2 separate regions of the Zea mays genome follow, and region 1 is linked to region 2. The links are chromatin contacts, called in public Hi-C maps. All regions are on one chromosome and are shown on one strand. Each heading gives the region's core, a stretch centred on a gene start, on an enhancer-like site or on the middle of the called end of the contact. The rest is flanking DNA. Distances are from core to core; before and after follow the strand shown.

Region 1 (6,364 bases), core at 2,287-4,786, 380 kb before region 2:
TTGTCTATTGGATTCACTATCTATGGCTGAGTGCAATTCCACCCGGGGATAGCGTGTCCTATTATGCGAAAACGAAGGGGTTCTTACAAAATAGTCTGAGAGGTGGGATTGCACTCAACCATAGATGATGGATCCGATGGGCAAGATTTGATGTTAGCGTGTTAGCACCCTAATCGTTGTTACACTAGATATGTTGCCTTCTATTGATGTACAAAATTTGAACTTCAACTTATACATGGGGAAAAAGGGAAAAAAAGAATTGAGTAGATTGCACCAAATGAAACATCTAGAGAGGCAAAAAAGAACACAAAATTAGTTTAGGGGTTATCTGGACAACTTTCCTGTGAGGATTAATTCCTTTTGTTTTGACATTTAAACTATATGATGAAGCTGAATTGAATTCTTTAACATCAAGAAATTCACTGGCACTCTCTAAACAAATAGTTAATTATGTTCTGTTTGTTGATGCCTTCATTCATAATCAAGCTCTAATGGCTTAATGAGCTTAGCAAAAACTACAATGGTTCAAGTGCATCGGCGCTTTATTCAATCAGCATATTCATTCACCGTTTCGACTCAAACCATCCCACGAAGGCATTCAAGCCTTTGCATATTATGCGAGTAAGGTTTGGCGCTTAAAAGATACCCTTTCCCAGACCCCGCACAGTGCGGGAAGCCTACGGCACTGGGTACGCCCCTTTTTTGTAAAGCTGATCAGTGGTCACTTTCTGTTACTTATTTCACCATTACGTGTTGCATTCTAAATTGTCATGGAGTTCAAATAATCCAGTTGCGAGTCGAGACACTAAGGGGACGTTTGGTTGAGGAATCACCTCATTCTATATGAGGTGGTGAATGATGCAGTGCATCATGAGTTCATCCCATGATTTTGGTTGAATGACACCCTTCGTCATAGTTATACACTTGTACTAATTATTATCTTGTGAGGGATAAGTTGGTGTGTGTGTGTGCGGCTGTGGGCGTTTGGGTGGGGGGTGTGGGGGGCGATCAATCCATTCTAGTCCATAAACCAAACAAAAATATGGGTGAGAAGGTGATGGATCACCCCATTAATCAAACCGAACACACCCCTAACTCTCTATTCTACACCCAAAAAACCTGCACTAAGCAGGTCACCTCATAGGCTCAGACTACTTGCCCTTCGAATCTACAATAAGTCATCCTTTAACTGAAGCATTGAACTAATCATGCAGAAAGGACTTAATAGCAAAAAGCGATCCATTAGTTTACACTGACCTTTTGAAAAGCAAGTACTACTTTGGGCTTCCATCACTCTTTCTTGGGTGGTGACCGCTGATCTCCCTGACCCGCAAATTTTATCCGGAGCAAAGGCTTCCATAAATATGCTAGATTGCAAATCTTTTTTTGTGACAGGAAGTAGAGAAGTACTCGCTGCACCCATCAGAAACAGAAAGTACACAAATGGGATAAGCACCTCGATAATTTTTTTCTCAGGTTCGTAATCTCAGTCAGTGATAATATGCATGTCTAGGATTGGCACAGCTGCAGTTAATAAAAAATTATCGCGGCTACTTCTGCTCCTGAAACCCCACCGCCCCCTACTTCTCCATGAATACATACATAAACTTAATAAAAAATGGAACAAACCTAAAGAGAGCAACTCATAACCCAGATTCCTATACTTCACAGTAACAGAGCATCCTAAAGAGGAAGGGTAATTCTAGAGTGTGACATAAACATGCAATGAAGACAAAAAAGGGATTCCGGGTACTTAGGTTTGGATGGTTAAATAATCTTCAAAGATCATAAGTGCAGCCCAGCTCGGCCATAAGGTAGTCCACAAACTTGTCACAAATAGATAATGCCCACAGCAACTTGGACAGTCACGCTCACAACAAAAAGAAGTCATAGAAGAAAATAAGACTGCAACATAGGAACCTCAGCAACAATATTTTAATCACCTTTGGAATGAACCAAAGTACCAAACCAATCAACTGAAACAAAGTCTCCCTGGAAAAAATTCCAAAATCTTGCTATTGCAACATTTTAGAACACAATCCTCGGCAAGAAAAAAGAGCATTTGATATCACCTATTGCAAGAAAAAAAAGTTTGGCACACAAGTTTATCTTGGACAGTGGCAGACCAGCAGTGCACCTGAGTGGGAACTTGGGTTGCTGTGTGCAGCCCTCACAGCATGCTAGTCTCCATGACTGTTAGCCAATCTTTTAGCATTTTTTGGCATGCTGTCCTCCATGACTATTCCCCAATCCTTTGCCCACTATCTGGCCCTCTGGTGCTCGGTGTTGTACCCCTTGACCAAATCAAGTCTGGGGAGGTCTGCTAGATTTTAGAGAGAGAAGGGCGGAAGGAGCGAGCGAGCCATTGTTCCCTAAAGCTTGCGAGGCTTCCCATGACGATTCTTTGCAGGGGATGGAACTGCCCACTATCAGGATCAAGTTACTGTATAACCAAGCGAGAGGCATAGAAAGGGAGATGAATGCTAGATGTTCTGAACTAGAAGTGAACAAGGCAAATGAGATGACTGAGGGATAGGTGTGTTTATTGTGTAGTTGAGGATGCTCCCGCAGCGTCCCATCTTTTTCTTTTCCACTCAGGATGGCCAACCAGAGCATTTCTGTGACAGCAAACACACACACACAAGCCGACAAGCCTTAGAGAGATCCAGACCTGGAACTGCTGCCCCTTCCCTGTTTCGTGCTATCTTTTATCTCAAAGAACAAGGAGTAACAAGCAAAGTAAGACATAAACCTGAAACAACTTCCCAAACAAAAAAAAGGAAAAAAACAACCCTACAAGCCTCTAGACACTTAGATAGGATTGTGCAATCCAAGTCCTCTAGCTTACCGACTTTTTTGCCCCCAACCAATTAGGTCTAATGTGGATAGATTCACATAACTATGCTAAAAACTACCAAAATTGAATGCTTAATATAATCAAATCAACCAAAACAAACTTATTAAGCTTGATTTCATATGTCAAAATACTAAAAAAACTAGACTCTTGGAGCAAATATATGGCGGATTTGCATCCACACGCATCTGGGGTTCCGTGTTTGCATGATGACCGTGTCCATCGGCATTTGCATCCAGGGCACTATTGAAATTATTCAGCCAAATCAGTAAGACAGGCGACGGACCTAGACATCTGTCAAGTCTATGCTACCAAGCCGGGGCTCCTCTCGAGGACCCAAATAATAGACCCATAAAACTCCGTTCTGCGGAACCCAAATCCAAAATCGAAAGAACCACCGGCCTACGTTTGCCATGCTACCATACCAAGCGGGGGCTCGTCTCCGGAACTGAAGGTATGCTTACCGTCGTGGAGGTTCCCCTCGCACTGGGGATCTCCCCGCCAGGCGTCGACGAGCTGGATGACTCCGACGCGGCGGCGAAGTGCGACGGACGAGGGCTCTGTAGCGGCGGGGGTCCTACGCCGCCTGTGACCGGTTCCGGAGGCCTTGACGGCGCGAGGGGGCGGCGGGAGGTGAACAGTTGGGACTTGGGAGGAGGGACCGGAATCCGGATAACGACAGTCGGGCGGGGTGGGTCCGCTCGCCTCTCGGTTCGTGGTTGCTTTAAATTTTTTTCGCGAGATTAGCTAAGAGCATCTCCAATAGCTTCTTTAAAATCGTGGTACAATTCTTATTTTAAAAAAAAAGAGAAAAAAATGCCTCCAACAGTCACCTACATAGTCTCCTTACTTTCCCGCGGGCGAATATCTCGCCTTCCGCGGCGCACATTTTCGCCGCTTGCCAAGCTCCCAATTTTCAATCTTGTTCTCGTCAAGATTTACCTTACCTGTAGCAAAAAAAAACAGGAGCTCACCGAGAAACGTGTTTCTCGGATTTGTCGATTTTTTTCGTTTTTCTCAAAAAACGGCCAGAATTTAGAAAGAGCAGCTCAGTTTAATAAAAAAACATATAGATCGTTTTTAAACCACCTAATATCACTATATACATATAATCATTCTATAAATAGAAAAATAAATCATAATTTGACTGCGAATATAAATCCACAGAGAACATTTTCCTCACTTCTTGCCTCCACCGCTCACCTCTCCTCTCGTGGCCGCCATGGCAGCTACCGCCCCATCCTTCGGCGGTGCCAGCTGCGGGTCGCAGTGTCTCCTCTACATGCAGGGAGGACGATGCTCTGGCGTAAGCGGAAGCCCTGCGGTGTGCTGGTGGTGCTGAAGAAGAAGAGGCAGAGATTGCTGCCCTAGCTCCGACCCGGTGCAGCCGCTTCGTCAGACAATTTGTTCGTTTTTTAGCTGCATGCTCGTTTTTAGCTGGCTGCTGCAGCAATAGTACTCGGCACAGTATTCTCCGGGTTTAGAACATGCAACCACAGCTGCAGCACATTAATAGTAATGTGCTCGTTTTCATGTTGCTTGCGTTTTATGAAATTGAGAGAAGAAAACACTAATTTATTGCTTGTGTTTTGTGAAACAGAAATGAGACTTGTGTTCTTGTTGATGCACACCACCACCAATGGGTAGCTACTGCCTTCGGTCTCGTCGTCGTCGTCCGTCCGTCGCTTTACCTGTCCATTGCGCTTATGTTGCTTCTCTTGCTTCTAATTAATGTACGCATAACACTATATTGTCTATATGGATCGGTGAATTTTAGCAAAAACATTTGAGAACGGTTGGAGAATGCATTGTTTGCTAGGTCCAAAAACTTTTGAGGAGATCCCGATTTAAAAATATTGGGAGATTAAATATTGGATACTCTTGGAGATGCTCTAAGAGCATATGAAAAAGAGCTTCAAAATATAATTTTATTTTAAATCTCTACTACACCTTAAGTTTAAGGTGAAGACGTTCACACCCAACATCACCGTGCCCCCGCGCGCGGCTTCCTCCGCACCTAAACTCACGCGCGGCTTCCTCCCCCACACGCTGTGGCGGCCGAGATAAACGCGACTTCCTCCCCACCAACGGCGCCCTTCCCAAAACCCTCACGCGCTGCTCTGGCCATTTCTTTTATCGCTCAGGGTTGCGTCATATCATCCCACCGGAGTCAGCACTCCTCACTTTCCTCCTCTCGTTGGGTGGGGGTCGCGTCATCCCCCTCACCGATCTGGTAACCGCTCGCCTGCGGGAGGACTCTGCGACCCCGATGAACATCAGTCCGACGACTCCCGCGGCCCCATCCTCAGTGCCCTGCTACACGCCAGCTCTACCCCTATCCTCCTTGAGTCCCCCCGCCGCTACAGCTGCCGAGTTGGCCTGTGGGGAGGTTGGCCCCACCCCGGCCCGAGATTGCCCCTCGCCCCCCCAAGATTGCCGCCGTCGAAATGTATCCCGCACGGTCGGCGCCGCGTTTGCCACCGTCCAGTTCCATGTCGGCCGCCGTGCTCTTCATGTCCACAGACCATCGTCCAATTCCGACAGCGACTAGCGACAGCAATCCCACCACCACCCGTTCCTTGACGCGGCTGTCGCGACGTCCCTCCCCGCTCCTCGCATCCGCTGTCACGACGTCCCTCCTCGTTGTGCAGCTCGAGCATGCGAGGTCTCCAGTGGCTTGGAAGTCCCAGCATGGGTGAGTTTGCCTCCACGAGCCGTCCCTAGCGCAGTCACACGCGAAGGCTGATCCCGCTTCCAGAGGTACTCATCTCACATTTATTCCCGTAAGGTCTACTGTGGTAGTTCCTAGATCTAAAATATATGTGGCATGCCTTATACATATCTACAGGTGTGCCACATGTTTGTTTGTTCCTCTACCACGTCACATGTTTGTGAGAAATAGTTCGTGGGATTCTATTTCACATGCGCATAATTCATACTAACTTACTCATGTGCACGCTGATATCCCTTAGTAAATGCAGTGTGGGACGCAAATCCATAACAGCTAAAGGGATTGATTTTTTTTATATTTTCCTCCGCATATCCCGCCTCTTGTATTGAGCATGTGCTGAAGTACAGAACTGGTCATTGAGAAATATCACCAAGTATGCCTATTGAAAGGTTATATAGCTCCCTATTGATTTAATCTTCCCTTCATTTTAGTTTTCCCCTTTAATATTTTGTTACACTTTTTTGTTTTGTTCATGTGAGGTCTGCAACAGAAAAACAAGTGTATTTTTTTAATATTATATTGCTTCTTTTATGTGCTTGACATGAATGTTAAAGCATCCTCCATCGGTAACAAGTTGTGGAAGAAGTATTAAGTCAACATTACCTTCACCAGACTCTTTAGTTAGCACATCTTAATCATGTTGCAGATGTTTTGTGTGGAGACCGGTAGAAAAGATGCCAGTTAGGGGTTTTCCAGTAGATTCACATGCACTTGTTTCCCAACTGACACTCTTTTCAGCAACTATAGGGCTCATTGCATGCTCTTCAATAGAGAAAACC
Region 2 (5,707 bases), core at 1,422-3,921:
TCAAAATAGCAAAGAAGAAATATGTTTACTAGAAATTTACCTTCTTGGCAGACGGCAGCGGCGGGTGGCCTGGTGCGGTGCTGAGTTGCTGACTGCTGGCGGTGGGCAATGGCGCACCGCGTGTGCTGCACTGCTGCCGTGCTGCGCTCTCCAGTCTCCCCTGTGGCCCCGCCAGGCATCAGGCCGTCAGGGCATCAGCCACCGGGGCGATCAGGCAGCGGGAGCTAGGAGCCCAAACGACGTGATCCTTTTGTTTTGGTGCTGTTCCAACTTCCAAGCCTGCAAGGCTGCAAGTCGAGCTGCAACACTGCACCTGCTTTTTTTTTGATAGCTACTGCGGATTGGTGGTCCGGTGGGCCCGCCCATAGGGTATGCCACGGCCCACCCGGACCACCCTTTAGCTACGCCACCGTTGCTGCATATTAGTGCGTGGCTGTCGGATACCGGAAGAACATTGCTGATCGCATTATCCAACAAGTGGACCTTACATGTTCTACGTAGTATAAACTAGTGTAGCCATCTTTTTTCTTTTTGCTCGGTTTGCAAGTATGGCCTTTACAACACTATTTGCATCTGCCCTTGCCCACCACCACCACCACCATGTGCCTGTCGGAATCTGTCTCTAGTTCCTCTGTAATAATGAAGTGAAACACCCTTTGCCCATGCTACTCATTGCTTGTTTTCTTGTTGAAACAGTTAACGATATCATTTTTCTCTGCAGGATAATGTCTTCGTCCAACTGATCTGCACAATCCAGTACCGTGTTGTCAAGGAAAATGCAGATGATGCTTTCTATGAGTTGCAGAATCCCCAGCAGCAAATCCAGGCCTACGTCTTTGATGGTGAATTATTAGCACCGAGCTTTCTTGGTTTTGCACGGCTTATGAGTATAACCTGACACTTGAATTTTTATGAGAAATAGTTGTTCGGGCCATAGTGCCGAGAATGAATCTGGACGATCTCTTTGAGCAGAAGAACGATGTGGCCAAAGCTGTATTGGAGGAGCTTGAAAAGGTATTTCTAAAGCCTTTTTTTACTGGTAGGGGATTGGCTCGATATCATTGGTTCTGCTTGTAACTGCAGTGACACATCTGGTCATTCTCTTGGTGATAATTTCAAGTACTTGACCATTGCGCCTGTACTCTGCTTCTGATTAGCAATCTGTCTAGTGATTACTGTAGCGGTTGCTTTGTTTTTCTAGCTTGCCCAACGTGTATCCTTACAGCTCGGTTTAGTACATCCGGAACTAGTTGTTTTGTAGCATGTGGGCCTTTTTATTTCCAGTATAGTTTTTAACATGTGTATTAAAAGGAGCACAGTTTCGTGATACTATTTGATGAACTTGGTTGTGTGACAAGTACTTAATGGTTTATACTTTATAGACAAACAACATGCTTATTTGTTTTGACACCGTATTTGTTTCTGATGGAATCAGATTCTTGTCTGGTTGATATTTACCCTATGTTCGCTTCCACTGCTATTGTTTAGGATTGTCCTCAGCGCATACATAGTTTCCTCTGTACTATTGGCAATGTTTAGTAGTCTGAGCCTATGTCATCTCTCGAGAGAATAATCCACTGTTCTACCTTTTCTTGTATTGCCCTGCAACATATGGCTGCTCTATGTCTTTCCTGGCAAATTCAATAAACTCTTGCTGTTGTCCAGGTGATGGCAGATTATGGTTACAGCATTGAGCACATTCTCATGGTTGATATCATCCCTGACGCTGCTGTTCGTAAGGCAATGAACGACATAAATGCAGGTATTATGCCATTTCTGTACATGTGAGAACTGCCTCCAGGTTATACAGCTTGTGAAATGTTTACTGAACTCTGCCGTGTTCTTGTTAAGTTCAAAGTTTCTGGTGGTTTTAAATGCTATCTGCTGTAGAAATGCTTCCTCTTTTTCCTACATCCAGTATGTATCATTCTCTGTCGTATGCATCTGCGCTCACTTAAGTGATCAACTCCTACAGCCCAAAGGCTTCAACTGGCAAGTGTTTACAAGGGAGAAGCAGAGAAGATCCTTATGGTGAAGAAAGCGGAGGCAGAAGCAGAGGCGAAATATCTTTCTGGTGTCGGTATCGCTAAACAGCGGCAGGCGATAACCGACGGCCTTAGAGAGAACATCCTGAACTTCTCACACTCGGTGTCGGGCACCAGCGCGAAGGAGGTCATGGACCTGATCATGGTCACGCAGTACTTCGACACCATCAAGGAGCTCGGGGACGGCTCCAAGAACACCACGATCTTCATACCCCACGGACCAGGCCACGTGAAGGACATCAGCGAGCAGATCCGCGACGGCATGATGCAGGCCTCAAGCAGCAACGTGTAAATCACCGACTCTCTGCACGATTGGAGACGGCTCGGCTCAGGATGAGGCCTGGAGTACCATGTTCATAGTGTTAGGTTGTTGTTAGTGGTAAATAATGAGTGCTGGGGCTTTTGGCGAGTCTTGAGTTACATGCGGTTGTACAACTAGTGTGGTTTGTTTTATATATAAAAATGTATATTTACATGGTTCTGCTCCTGGAATTTTGACTTTTTATGGTTTGGACATTAAGCGATGGTCTGATCGTCTCACCATCACAAGCCGCGACATAGACGGCATCACAATCCTCGTGTCACCATCACGAGCCGCGACATAGACGGCATCACAAACCTTCCCGTCACCTCCAGCAGGACCTGGCCAGGTGGGGTCACACGGTGTTCACGCTTCAACCGGGGCGCTGGGGAACATAGTTACCTTTCGGCGCGTTCCGCTCCTTCAGCTTCATGTCAGGATCATGGCGAGGTTTACTCTTAGGCCCGGTTTGTTTCGTTGGAATTGAATTCTATTTTAATAATTATAATTTAAACAAAACTAATTAAATTTATATATTCATATATGTAATATATTTTATATAAGAGATAGTTATATAGTACATTTATATTATAGCGAAGCAATTAGAAGAGTGCGCTATAAGTTGTACATCAGAAAAATAGCATGTAAATCTATAGAATCAATTTTCATCTCTCACCCCATAAATTTGATATAGACTTATATGATAACTTTGGAAAGTGGTGGAATGTCACATTCTAAAAAAATAGTCTATTCCATTAGGGCTTGTTCGTTTGTGCCGGATTGGTGGGTCGGAACGATTCCTAACCGGATTGCTTCTCTAATTTATATAAACTTTGATTAGCTGGAACGATTCCGGGTGCAATCCGATAGAAACGAACAAGGCCTTAATAAGATTCAAATTCCTCGAAATGAAAGGAAACAAACGGGACCTTACAATAGTTTCTTTTTTGAACTCACTGTAGGGTGATCCCTACCGTATTCTCTTTTTTTTATTATCTGACATTCAAATCATATTTTTACAATTTTACGCAAAAGATAAATGTTCAAGTTTCGAATCGAGAGTCATAGAGGGCCGGTCACAATTTATTTGAGTTTGTAGCATGAGGAGCATCTCTTTCTTGAAGGCCTCTTTGCAGCTTGAAGTTGAAGTTGTGGGTGAAATCAGTGGCGGAGCACCCGTTATGGCCAACTATGGCTAGAGCCATACCTAAAAATCATGTTTGGTGTAGTGGTAAGCTCATATGCTTGTAATCAACATGTTTCAGGTTTGAGTCTTATGTGTTGCATCCAGTTTTTCTATTTTTTTGCCCTTCTCCAGTCATACCTCATTATTGTTTTATCCTCCGCCACTAGGTGAAATGTTTTCGAAGAACCACCCGTTCCTGCATTTACAAATACACCACACCATAACAATAACAATTTCTAGCCCCCAAGGTCTACTCGATGACACTTGGCAAAGATATACCTATGCTGTCGGTGTTTCGAAACCCGGGGGGGGGTCCCTGAACCGACTAGTGAATTGTCGCCGCGTGCCCCAGCCCAGATGGGTCGACGCGAGGCGGAACGCGAAGGGGGGAAAGGAAGCAGCCGGAGGGAGGCAGGCGTGAGAGAGCGGATCCCGCGACCTTCGTGTTAGCCCCGCGCCTGAGTCGGGTGCGCTTGCAGTAGGGGGATACAAGCGTCCACGCGGGAGTGGGAGCGAGCGGCCTTGCGCGAGCGCCATCCCGTCCTTCTCCGCGCGGGCCAACCCTCTGTAAGAGGGCCCTGGTCCTTCATTTTATAGTCGTAAGGAGAGGATCCAGGTGTACAATGGGGAGTGTAGCAATGTGCTAACGTGTCTAGCGGTGGGGAGCTAGCGCCCTAAGTACATGCCATCGTGGCAGCCGGAGAGGTTTTGGCACCCGGTTCGTGTGGTGTCGTGGCCGTCGGAGGAGCGCTAGAGCCTGGCGGAAGGACAGCTGTCGGGGCTGTCGAGTCCTTGCTGACGTCCTCTTGCTTCCGTAAGGGGGCCGAGAGCTGCCGTCATCACAGAGCGTGCGGGGCGCCATCATTGCCTATCTGGCGGAACGAGCCAGATGGGACACCGGTCTTGTTCCCCGTAGCCTGAGTCAGCTCGGGGTAGGGTAATGATGGCGCCTCCTGTCGACGTGGTCGGTCCGCGCCCTAGGTTGGGCGATGTGGAGGCTCCTCCGAGGTCGAGGTCGAGTCTGTCTTCCGTGGCCGTGGTCGAGTCCGAGCCCCTGGGTCGGGCGAGGCGGAGACCATCGGCTGAGGCCAGGGCTGAGTCCGAGCCCTGGGGTCGGGCGAAGCGGAGTCCGTCGTCTCCTGGGGCTGAGCCCAAGTCCGAGCCCTGGGGTCGGGCGAGGCGGAGTTCATCGTCTTTCGGGGTTGAGCCCATATCCGAGCCCTAGGTCGGCGGAGCGGAGTTCGCCGTCTTCCGGGGCTGAGCCCATGTCCGAGCCCTGGGTCAGGCGGAGCGGAGTTCGCCGTCTTCCGGGGCTGAGCCCGAGTCCGAGCCCTGGGGTCGGGCGAGGCGGAGTTTCCTATGACGCCCGAGGACGGCCTTGGCTGCTGTCAGCCTCACTCTGTCGGGTGGCTCAACAGTCGGAGCGGCGTAGGCAGCGCTGTCCTCTTGTCAGACCGGTCAGTAGAGCGGCGAAGTGACCGCGGTCACTTCGGCTCTGGCGACTGGTGGGCGTGCGTCAGGATAAAGGCGTCAGGCCACCTTTGCATTAAATGCCCCTACGATTTGGTCGGTCGGCGCGGCGATGTGGCCAAGGTTGCTTCTCGGTGAAGACTGGGCCTCGGGCGAGCCGATAGTGTGCCCGTTGCTGGAGGGGGGGGGTCCTCGGGCGAGACATAGGTTCTCCGGGGTCGGCTTCCCTTGCTCGAGGCTAGGCTCGGGCGAGGCACGATCGTGTCCCTTGAATGGACCGATCCTTGACTTAATCGCACCCATCAGGCCTTTGCAGCTTTGTGCTGATGGGGGTTACCAGCTGAGATTTAGGGGTCTTGAGGGTACCCCTAATTATGGTCCCCGACAGTAGCCCCCGAGCCTCCAAGGGAGTACTAATACTCGCTTGGAGGCTTTTGCCGCACTTTTTTGCAAGGGGACCAGCTTTTTCGGTTGCATTCTGTCAACGGTTTGGCCGGAGCCGGGTTTGCGAGAGCAGCCCCCGAGCCTCTGCACAGGGCGAGAGGACGGTCAAGGACAGACTCGTCTTTTTTACATACTCCCCTGCGTTGCCTTTCCGCAAGGAGGAGGGGGGGAAAGCGCCATGTTGTCCTCGGAGGGCGCCGAACATGGTGTTTCCGGTGAGCTGCTAGCGGGTAATCCGAGCGGACGCCCGTGCCCCATTTG

Evidence for each region. A called contact is a pair of places that touch in the nucleus more often than the background predicts.
Region 1: a Hi-C map of ear shows a contact between it and region 2, with 1.8 times the contacts expected there. The contact joins the promoter of LOC100502229 here to the enhancer-like site in region 2. A contact is called at or near these places in 2 of 25 Hi-C or Micro-C datasets (ear and tassel).

What each region holds. Positions count from the first base shown.
Region 1 is chr6:77,504,485-77,510,848 of Zm-B73-REFERENCE-NAM-5.0, reverse strand. LOC100502229 reads right to left here and starts at 3,536. Exons shown (of 4, transcript NM_001196706.1): 1 at 3,319-3,536; 2 at 1,258-1,413. The coding sequence starts at 1,360. LOC109940158 (a long non-coding RNA gene) reads left to right here and starts at 3,110. Exons shown (of 2, transcript XR_002262686.3): 1 at 3,110-3,545; 2 at 4,455-4,647.
Region 2 is chr6:77,121,240-77,126,946 of Zm-B73-REFERENCE-NAM-5.0, reverse strand. It overlaps LOC100192869 (hypersensitive-induced reaction protein 4), which reads left to right. Exons shown (of 5, transcript NM_001138058.1): 2 at 722-842; 3 at 923-1,014; 4 at 1,666-1,762; 5 at 1,976-2,559. The coding sequence ends at 2,337. Among protein-coding and RNA genes, the nearest start is that of LOC100192869, 12 kb to the left of the region's middle. Within about 2 kb of position 2,671, at least 18 of the 20 cell types and tissues checked have an H3K27ac peak or open chromatin away from gene starts, as enhancers often do. A contact at or near this core is called in ear and tassel, where this site is marked.